Regions from separate parts of the Pan troglodytes genome. Here region 1 is linked to region 2. Evidence: chromatin contacts called from public HiChIP or PLAC-seq data. All regions are on one chromosome and are shown on one strand. Each heading gives the region's core, a stretch centred on a gene start, on an enhancer-like site or on the middle of the called end of the contact. The rest is flanking DNA. Distances are from core to core; before and after follow the strand shown.

The links. HiChIP or PLAC-seq counts read pairs in DNA pulled down with a chosen protein or histone mark.
Region 1: an H3K4me3 HiChIP or PLAC-seq map of stem cell-derived excitatory neurons shows a contact between it and region 2, with 5 times the contacts expected there. The contact joins the promoter of LSM14A here to the promoter of KCTD15 in region 2. A contact is called at or near these places in 1 of 7 Hi-C or Micro-C datasets (stem cell-derived neural progenitor cells) and 1 of 1 datasets of contacts at active chromatin or transcription factors (stem cell-derived excitatory neurons).

The regions. Positions count from the first base shown.
Region 1 is chr20:37,270,870-37,275,391 of NHGRI_mPanTro3-v2.0_pri, forward strand. It overlaps LSM14A (LSM14A mRNA processing body assembly factor), which reads left to right and starts at 2,552. Exons shown (of 10, transcript XM_054673276.2): 1 at 2,552-3,190. The coding sequence starts at 3,070.
Region 2 is chr20:36,909,951-36,914,389 of NHGRI_mPanTro3-v2.0_pri, forward strand. It overlaps KCTD15 (potassium channel tetramerization domain containing 15), which reads left to right and starts at 3,190. Exons shown (of 7, transcript XM_009435247.3): 1 at 3,190-3,378.

The DNA.
Region 1 (4,522 bases), core at 1,302-3,801, 360 kb after region 2:
TGCATTCCGGCCTGGGTGACAGAGTGGCACCCTGTCTCAAAAAGATACACAAATGGCGGGGTGCGGTGGCTCACGCCTGTAATCCCACCACTTTGGGAGGCCAAGGAGGGCGGATCACCTGAGGTCGGGAGTTTGAGACCAGCCTGACCAACATGGAGAAACCCCCACTCTACTAAAAATACAAAATTAGCCGGGCTTGGTGGTGCATGCCTGTAATCCCAGCTACTAGGGAGGCTGAGGCTGGAGAATCTCTTGAACCCGGGAGGTGGAGGTTGCGGTGAGCCAAGATCGCGCCATTGCACTCCAGCCTGAGCAACAAGAGCGAAACACCGTCTCAAACAAACAAACAAAAAAAGATAGACAATAATAGGTGTTGGTGAGGCTGTGGAGAAAATTGGAGCCCTCATACAATTGCCAGTGGAAATGTAAAATAGTGTAGCTGCTCTGGAAAACAGTTTGACAGTTCCTCAAAAAGTTAAACTCTGAGTTACCATATGGCTGAACTACTTCATTCTTAGGAGGATTGAAAACACATGTTCCCACAAAAACTTGTTCATAGAGGTACTCATGGATATTTATAATAGCAGAAGTGAAAACAACCCAAATGTTCATCAACTGATAAATGGATAAACAAAATACAGTATGTTCATACAAAGGGATATTATTTAGCCTTGAAAGAATTGCCGGGCACGGTGGCTCACGCCTGTAATCCCAGCACTTTGGGAGGCCAAGGCAGGTGATCACTTGAGGCCAGGAGTTCGAGACCAGCCTGGCCAACATGGTGAAACCCATCTCTACTAAAATTACAAAAAATCAGTCAGGCGTGGTGGCATGCGCCTGTAATCCCAGCTACTCGGGAGGCTGAGGCAGGAGAATCGCTTGAACAGAGGAGACGGAGGTTGCAGTGAGCCGAGATGGCACCATTGCACTCCATCCCGAGTGACAGAGTGAGACTGTCTCAAAAAAACGAAAACAAATAATTCAACTTCCTCGCAAGGACCTTGTACTGAAACAGGGATTTCCAAACCTTTCTTTGTAGCCACTGTGCACCAGCCCCATCAGAGCTCTGTCTCTCTCCTGTGTCCCTCTCTTATGATGCCAGGCTTCTCGCCATTTGCTCACTCAGCTCACCGTCCTGCCTGTGCTCTGCCTTCATCCTGCTGTTCATTCATGCAGCAAATATTAACTGAGCAGCTGCCCTGTGCCAGGTGCTGTTACTAAGCCCCTGATGATACGGCAGCGACCAAAACAACATCACTATCTCAAAATGTTTACATTCTAGTGAAGGAGACAGATACATACAAATAATTAAACAGACATACTTGAGAGAGATACATGCTATAAAGAAAATACAAGCTGAGTTAAGGAGATGTAGAGTGATGTGAGTGGTATTATTTTAAACAAGGCTGTCAGGGACGTCATCTCTGGAGGTGATGCTTCAGCAGAGACTGGAATAAAGTACTCAAGTACTGGTCGAATTAGACGCGACTGGAACAGAACGAGAAGCTAAATCCTGTATATCCTTAGACACCAAAGTCTGGTTTTCTCTCTGTGTAACATGGGATCAGTAGAGTGAGTAGAGGAAGGACATGATCTGAGTTAGATTTTTTTTTTTTTTTTTTTTTTTTTTTTGAGACGGAGTCTCGCTCTGTCGCCCAGGCTGGAGTGCAGTGGCATAATCTCGGCTCACCACAACCTCCGCCTCCTGGGTTCAAGCAATTCTCCTGCCTCAGCCTCCCAAGTAGCTGAGACTATAGGCGCGCGCCACCACGCCTGGCTAATTTTTTTGTATTTTTAGTAGAGACGGGGTTTCACCATGTTGGCCAGGCTGGTCTCGAACTCCTGACCGGTGATGCGCCCGCCTCGGGCCCCCAAAGTACTGGGAGTACAGGCGTGAGCCACTGCGCCCAGCCCTGAGTTAGATTTTAAGAAGATCTCTCTGGCTGCTGTATTGAGAATAAAGTACTGGGAGCAAGAGTTGACACAGAGGCAACTTTCAGAAGGCTACTGCAATAATTCAGCCCGAGTAATCGTGGCTTGTGGGAGAAGTGTAGGAATGGAGATGAGGAGAAGTCAGATTTAGGATATATTGTGTATACATAACGGAGAGGTGTAGTCAGAACAGATGTGGAAGCAAGACAGGGCAAGGCTGACTCACGGCTTTTAGTCTGAGCAGCTGAGTAAAAATGGTACCGTTTACATCAATCGGGAACGGTGGTGAAGGAGCAGGTTAGAGGGGAAACAGGGAGCATGGCTTTGGACCCTTAACGTTTGAGATTCGACAGAAACCCTGGTTCACGGAATTGATCCAAGCTACATACTGATAATTGGGATTAGTGAGTTACAATGGCGTTGCAAGCCATGAAACTGGTTCAGACCGGCTGAATGAGCGGGACAGGAAGGGGCTGAAACACTTGAGTCCTTGTGAGAGCCCCAGCTCCAGGGGCAGCCTCGGGGGAAGCTCCCTGGGCGATGACTGCGGTAATGGAGCCGCAGGAGCTCCACGAGGTGCAGGTTCAGCGTCTTAAAAGGATGAGCAGCGGCTCGCCACAGCTCGGAGGCGGGTGGGCAGCGCTCCAGGCCAGGGGCCCCGCGTCGGCAAAGACACAGGACCCACGACAAGGCGGCCACGGCCTGAGTCAAAAGGAGGGCCGCCCGCCTCCTCTCCAGCCCGCAGCAAGCGGGTGCCAGGAGGCACTCAGCCGGTCCCCGAAGTTCCTCTCACGCGGCCCCAAGACCACCACCGTAGTCCAGGCCAAGAAGCGCTGCCGGGACTCCCGAGGCCACGAATGAGCCGGGAGCCACCAGTAGCCGGCCAAGTCTCGCGAGAGCGCGGCCTCGCCCTCCCAGCATGCCCCGCGCCGCCGCCGCTGCCGCCGCCGCCGCCGCCGCGCCGCGGCTTGAGGGCGGGAGGCTGGGGGAGGGTAGCGGAGCCGGCGCCGCCGCCATGTTGGGTCTGAAGCGGCTGCTGTAGGCGCCGACGGAGCGAGCGAGCGGGCGTGCGGAGCGGGCGACAGTGGCGTGGGATCTGCCTCTCTGCGAGCAGCTAGGAGCGGCGGCGGCGGCGCCATGAGCGGGGGCACCCCTTACATCGGCAGCAAGATCAGCCTCATCTCCAAGGCGGAGATCCGCTACGAGGGCATCCTCTACACCATCGACACCGAAAACTCCACCGTAGCCCTTGCCAAAGGTACGCGGGACCGGGCCTCAGGGTGGGGGCCGGGCCGGGCGCCGCTCGGGGCTGCTCCCCGCTCCGGCCCGCAGCCTCCTCGTTCCCTCCCCTCCCTCCGTCGAGCTCCGGGAGGCCTCTCGCTTCCCTTCTCCGGGCCCCGGCGTCGCGGGCCGGACCGCGGCCTCCCCGCGGCTCCCTGGCTTCCGCCCCCCGGAATGTCCGCGCCTGAAGCCCGGGGAACTACGGGACTGAGTGCGCGGCGGGCGGCCCTGAAGTACGCGTCTTCCAACTCCGAAATTCGGGGCTTCTGCCGTCTTAGCACAAAACAAAGCCGGAGTATTCAAAGAATTTTTCCGCCCAGCTTGAGTTCATCGCGGATGCGTTGACTACACAGCACCCATTTTCTCACTTTGTTCATTTCAATTCGTGGCGATCTTCCTCTGGTGAACTCTTGAGTAATGTGCTAAAACTTTGGGTTTGCTCTGCGACGCAGACATTCTCGAAATGCCATCGATGCCGTGGAGCAGATCCCATCTCCCTCGGCTCATCCTCTGTTGGTATTTACCTGTTAAACCGGAATCCTCAAAGCCTGTTGTGCAACCCTCTCATTAGGGCGCGTGGTAAAAATGCTTGCTGCTGCCCTGGCGCCCCTGTTTCTGGAAACGGGTTCAAGCTTGATCCAGGATCCTTCTTGACCAGGCAAGCTTGACCTTTGATCCAGGCTCAGTGGGCGTTGACTGATCCCTCTGGAGGCTCTCTGGGAAAGGGAATTCGGCCGAGAAGGAAGGTGCCCCTACCCACAGTGTTAATATTTGGCATCCCTAGAGTCTGTGTGGGTTTTGTTTCCGTTCACACGTGCAGAGCCTTTGCTCCGCCAGGAAACCAGAAAGAAAATAAACTTTAGCTCCTGAATCTTAAAGGAAATCTCACAACAGTGTAAAATACTTTGAGGGAAGCTAGATAACCTAGGTGATTTTCCCAGCACTTCTGGTAGAGGTGGGAACTGCATAGCATGGTTAGGGACCCTCTGGATAGGTTAGGTCCAAGGATAAAGAAGAAGATTTTCGAAATCTGTAAAATTTTAAAAATCGTTAACTGATAGGGGAGTGGTTTCACGGGATCAAGTATTTAATAATATTTCTTGGATGCTCTGGTAAATCCTTTATTTATTTATTTATTTATTTATTTTTCTAAGATGGAGTTTAGCTCTTTTTGCCCAGGCTGGAGTGCAAAGGCAATGATTTCGGCTCACTGGAACGTCCGCCTCCCGGGTTCAAGTGATTCTCCTGCCTCAGCCTCCCAAGTAGCTGGGATTATAGGCGCCTGCCACCACCCCTGGCTAATTTGGTA
Region 2 (4,439 bases), core at 1,940-4,439:
ACTATGAACTGTAATGACTTAAGTGCCAGTCAACTCTTAATGATAGAGCAAGTTCTGATTGGACTCACGTCCGATGTCATCTCTTGAACCACAGTAATGAAACAGGATGTACTCCACGAGATGTTTCAATATGTTCTCAGTCCAAATTCTACATCTTTCAATTAAAAAATGCATCACCATTGCATTATATACCACAGATCATTAAATACCTATCACTGTCCATATCCAAGTCTCCCAGTGGAAGAGATGGCTGACATTTAGCTAGGAACTTTTAAAACACTTGAGAATAAATTATGACCCAAACTTACTGTTCTTAATGACACGTATAAAGTTCAGCTCTTAACTAAAAGGATTCAGGAATACAGAAACAAAGTCCCCAGCCGTACTAAGGAAATAAAAGTCGTCCAGTTCTTGTTTCCACTAAATTGTACATTTTTATTATAATTGGTATAAAGTGAAACTCTTAAAAAAACACGTAGGAATTTAAAATAAAGTAGAATATCCTATTTTCAGGGTCATCAGTACCATGGTGAGATTTGTCTCTTAAACAATGACACTTAGTATCTCTGTAGTTCCATGAATACTTTTGAAGTGTCATATTAAAACCAATCTCATGGCCTTGAGGCAAAGAGAAGCAATTAGTCTTGGAGTTGTGAATAAATAAAAATCCATTTATACACCCGTCCTTGACATGTACCTTGCAAATCTTAGAAACTTCATCTAGTGGGAAAATAAATGTTAAATCATGAATACCCATACTAATCACATTGCCATGTGGCTTCCTAAAACAGTTTCGCTTATACCGATCTTTCAAGTATTAATTTATATGTATATATTCACCCATATTGAACACGAAACAAAGGCGTTCCCGCAGCCACCTAGGATGAGGGACAAAAGAGGTGCGAGGGGCGCTGGGGGCCACAGGAGCCATGACAAGCGGATTTTCAGTGAGTCCCTCATCCTCCAACACAAGCCTGCTCCACTTTCCCTGATTCCACCCTCCTCAAAGGCCTGGGGCGGGGGAGGACGTTTCTGTCCATGAAGTTGGGGGCACCCACACACACAACCTCGTCCGATTGTGATTCTAGCCAGCATTTAAGGGTGGATACGGGAGATCAAAGTATTTGAATACTTGCTTCACTTTCTATTTGTGTCTGGTCCCTCAATGCTGAGTGGGATGTGCATTGATGGAGGGCTTTGCTGTTCCTATGTCGTGCTTGGGACAGTCGGCCACAGAGCTGGGCTGACCTCTCGGGCCGGGCCGGGCCTGGCCAGCGTGCCGAACGCGCAGAGAGCGCGCTGCTGAGCCGAAGCTGGGAGCTGGAAGCCCGGAGGTACCGGGGCGTAGGGAGCAGAGTGGGCAGCCCTTGGGCCTCGCGGGAGCCCCTCCCAACCCCTGCACAGATCCCTGACCTACTTCCAGGGCCTCTTTCTGTTCCAGGAGCAGCTCAAAATCCATAAATTAAGGAAATTAACTGATGGGGCCTGCGGCATCTTTGTAAGCTATTTAAATCTATAAATTTACAACATCTTCTGCATATATCAAATAATTGAACTAACTGCAGGGATGTAACTTTAATGAGAAAATTTCCCCCTTTTTCCTGTAGTTCGAACTCGAAAATAAATAAATAAATAAAACCTTCCCTTAGGAGGAAAGTTTCGGCTGATTCCCGCGTAAAGAAGTTACGGAAGCGCTGTCTGGACGCTCTCTCCACGCGAGCGAGGTCCTCTAGTCGAGGGAGAAAGCCCCCCCCACTTCACCTTCCTCCCACTGGCACCCCGAGTCCCCCTCACCCCAGCTCCACGCCGACCCCGAGCGCCCCCCACCCTGGGAGTGCGGCCGCTAGGGGGCGTCCAGGCCCGGCCGGAGCCGGCGGTCGGGGCCCAGGCGCCGTTCCGGCCCGTGCGCACCCGCCCCGCGGTCCCAGCCGGTCTCCGGCCCGGGCGTCCCTGGAGCCAGGCGGGGGCGCAGTGCCGGCCAGTCGCGCGCTCCGTTTCCTAGGAGCGGGGAAATGGTCGCCGAGGAGGAGGAGGAGGCACGGGCGGGGCGCAAAGGAAACAGGAGGAAGAGGAAGGGGAGGAGGAGTGGGAGTGGGAGAAGAGGAGGAAGGGGCGGCCGAAGCGGAGACTGGGGAGGGGCGCCCGGGGCGCGGACCTCGGCCGCGGGGAGTCTTGGCTGCCGCCGTCTCCATCGCGCCGCGCGCGTAAAGGAAATGGCGCGTCTGGCCGCGAGCGGTCGGCCCGGTGCCCCAGCGCGTCCCTCCCCCGCGGCGGCCGACCGCGTGTCCGCAGACGTCACGGGAGAGGGGCAGCGGGGCAGGGACCCTGGGAGGGCGGCCAGGGAGCGGGGGAGGGGCGGCCTGGCCCCCGGCTCCGCTCCAGCCCCGACCGACTGGCAGCCCAGTTTCTTCCCAAGTCCCGCCCCCAGCCCCGGGCGCCGCGGCGGCGGCTGCTCTCCTCTTTGTAACCGAGGAGTCAAGAAATGTGAGAAACGTGCCCTGTGTTACTTAGTTGGGAGCCGAAAATTTATGCCCAGCTGAAAGCGCCCGGGGAAATATTACATCAGATGAAATGACAATGATTAAAATCAGCCTCTCCCCCGCCCCCTACCCGAGCCCGGAGGAGGCCCGGGCGCCGCGTGGCCGGCCGGCGGGGGGCGGGGGGCTGGGCCGCGGAGGGCGCTGGGGCCTGGGCGCACCGCTCCCGGGAGGGTCCTGGCCGCGGCCCCGGCGGGAAGGCGCGGGCTTCGGGAGAGGCGGGTGGGGATCGCCCGGCGAAAGGAGGGGAAACGGCGCGTTTTTGTCGCCAGGCGCGGGCGCGCGGAGCTAATTGCGACTCTAATCCTCTGCCCCGCGGCGCAGCCGAGCCCCGAGCCAGGAGTCGCCGCGCGCGCCCGTTCGCGCTGGGTAATTTGGGGCCGGATCGCTGCCCTTTGCGTCCGGGCTGGGCCGCGGCGAGGCGCTGGCTAGGGGCTGGAGTGGGGGGCTGGTTTTCTCTCCAGCAATCGAGGGAGGCCGCCGGAGAGAGAGGAGGGAGGAGAGGAGGTGGGAGCGGCGGGAGGGCAGCCGGAGAGCGGCGCGAAGAGGAGGCGGCGGCGGCGGAGGCGGCGGCCGCGAAGAGGGGAGGAGGCGAGGCGAGGGGAGGGTGGGGAGGGGAGGCCCCGGCGCGCCGCGCCGCGAGGGGCCGCGCGAAGCGGGGGCCGGGGCGGGAGGGGTGGGTGGGGGGAGGGTTGGGGGCGAGAGAGAAAGTAACTCCAGGACGAGACCGGAGCGACCCGCGCAGCGAGCATAGGCGGCGAAGCTGCGCCCGGCGCCCGAGACCGGCAGCTGCGTGGGGCGGGGGCTGCGCCCGAGCCCGATCTGCCGCTCCGGCTCCGAGGTAAGCTCAGCGCGGGCGGCCACCGCTCAGAGCCGCGCACCCCTGCCCCGAAGTGGCTGCGATACCGAGAAAGTCGCCCGGCCAGGGTTCGGACCTGGGCGGGGGCGGCCGCTTTGTCCCTCTGCTGGGCGGCGGGAGCTGGCGGCGCGGGGGCGCCCAGCACAAAGGCCTGGTGCAAGAGTGGGGTTGCCCACGTGGGCTGGTCCTGGCCGCGGGTGGACCCTCCCCACGCGGGCGGTCTCGGAGCTTCCTGCCGCGCGGTGTGTGTGTGTGTGTGTGTGTGTGCGTGCGCGCGCGCGCTTGTGGAGGTCCCCGCACTCTGGCCCCTGTTCTGGGCCGAGCGCCCTGCAGTGCTGGCGAGTTTCCGGGGTCAGAAACGGGCTCACGCAACTGGGGCTTCGGGATGCACAAGGCCCGGCTTGGCGCCCAAAATCAGAGAAAGAAAGTCTCCAGTGGGACAGATGTGCGTCCTCTGACGCCCACCCCACGAGTCCGAAACCTGGCAGGAGGGGCTGTCGCGCTGGTGGTGGTCCCGGGCGCGCAGGGTTTGGGGCTGGGAGAGGGGCCGCGATGAGAGGGATCGCCGCCTGTAGGTCCGGTTCCCCGCTGCCCGCCCGCACCCCCTGACCTGGACGCGCGCACCCGGCACACACTCGCAAACACACCCGGGGGCGGACCCCCGCCGCTGCAGCGCCTTTCTGTCTTCCGGCGGCCCCCACCCGCGACTGCAGAAAGATAAGCTTCAAGTTTTCGCTCCGTATCTCAAATGTGCATGAAGGAATTTAACTGCACGAGTGAATAACAGCATTAGTTTCAATTAATTTTTTTTTAATCCCGGCAACAATAAACTTTGAGAACAAAAGCGCTTTTACGTCCTTAATTAGGCGAGCTTCCCATCTGTGGTCTCCAAGTGTCTGCCTCTTGATTTAACTTTGTCCCCGCCCCGCCTCCGCGGCAACCCCTCCCAGCCCAGCCCGGCGCTTCGGGTGCCGCGGCCACCCCGCCCCGCGGCGCCTCCAGCCTTGGCCCAAGCCGTCTCCCGTCGCCCCTAAGTTCACACC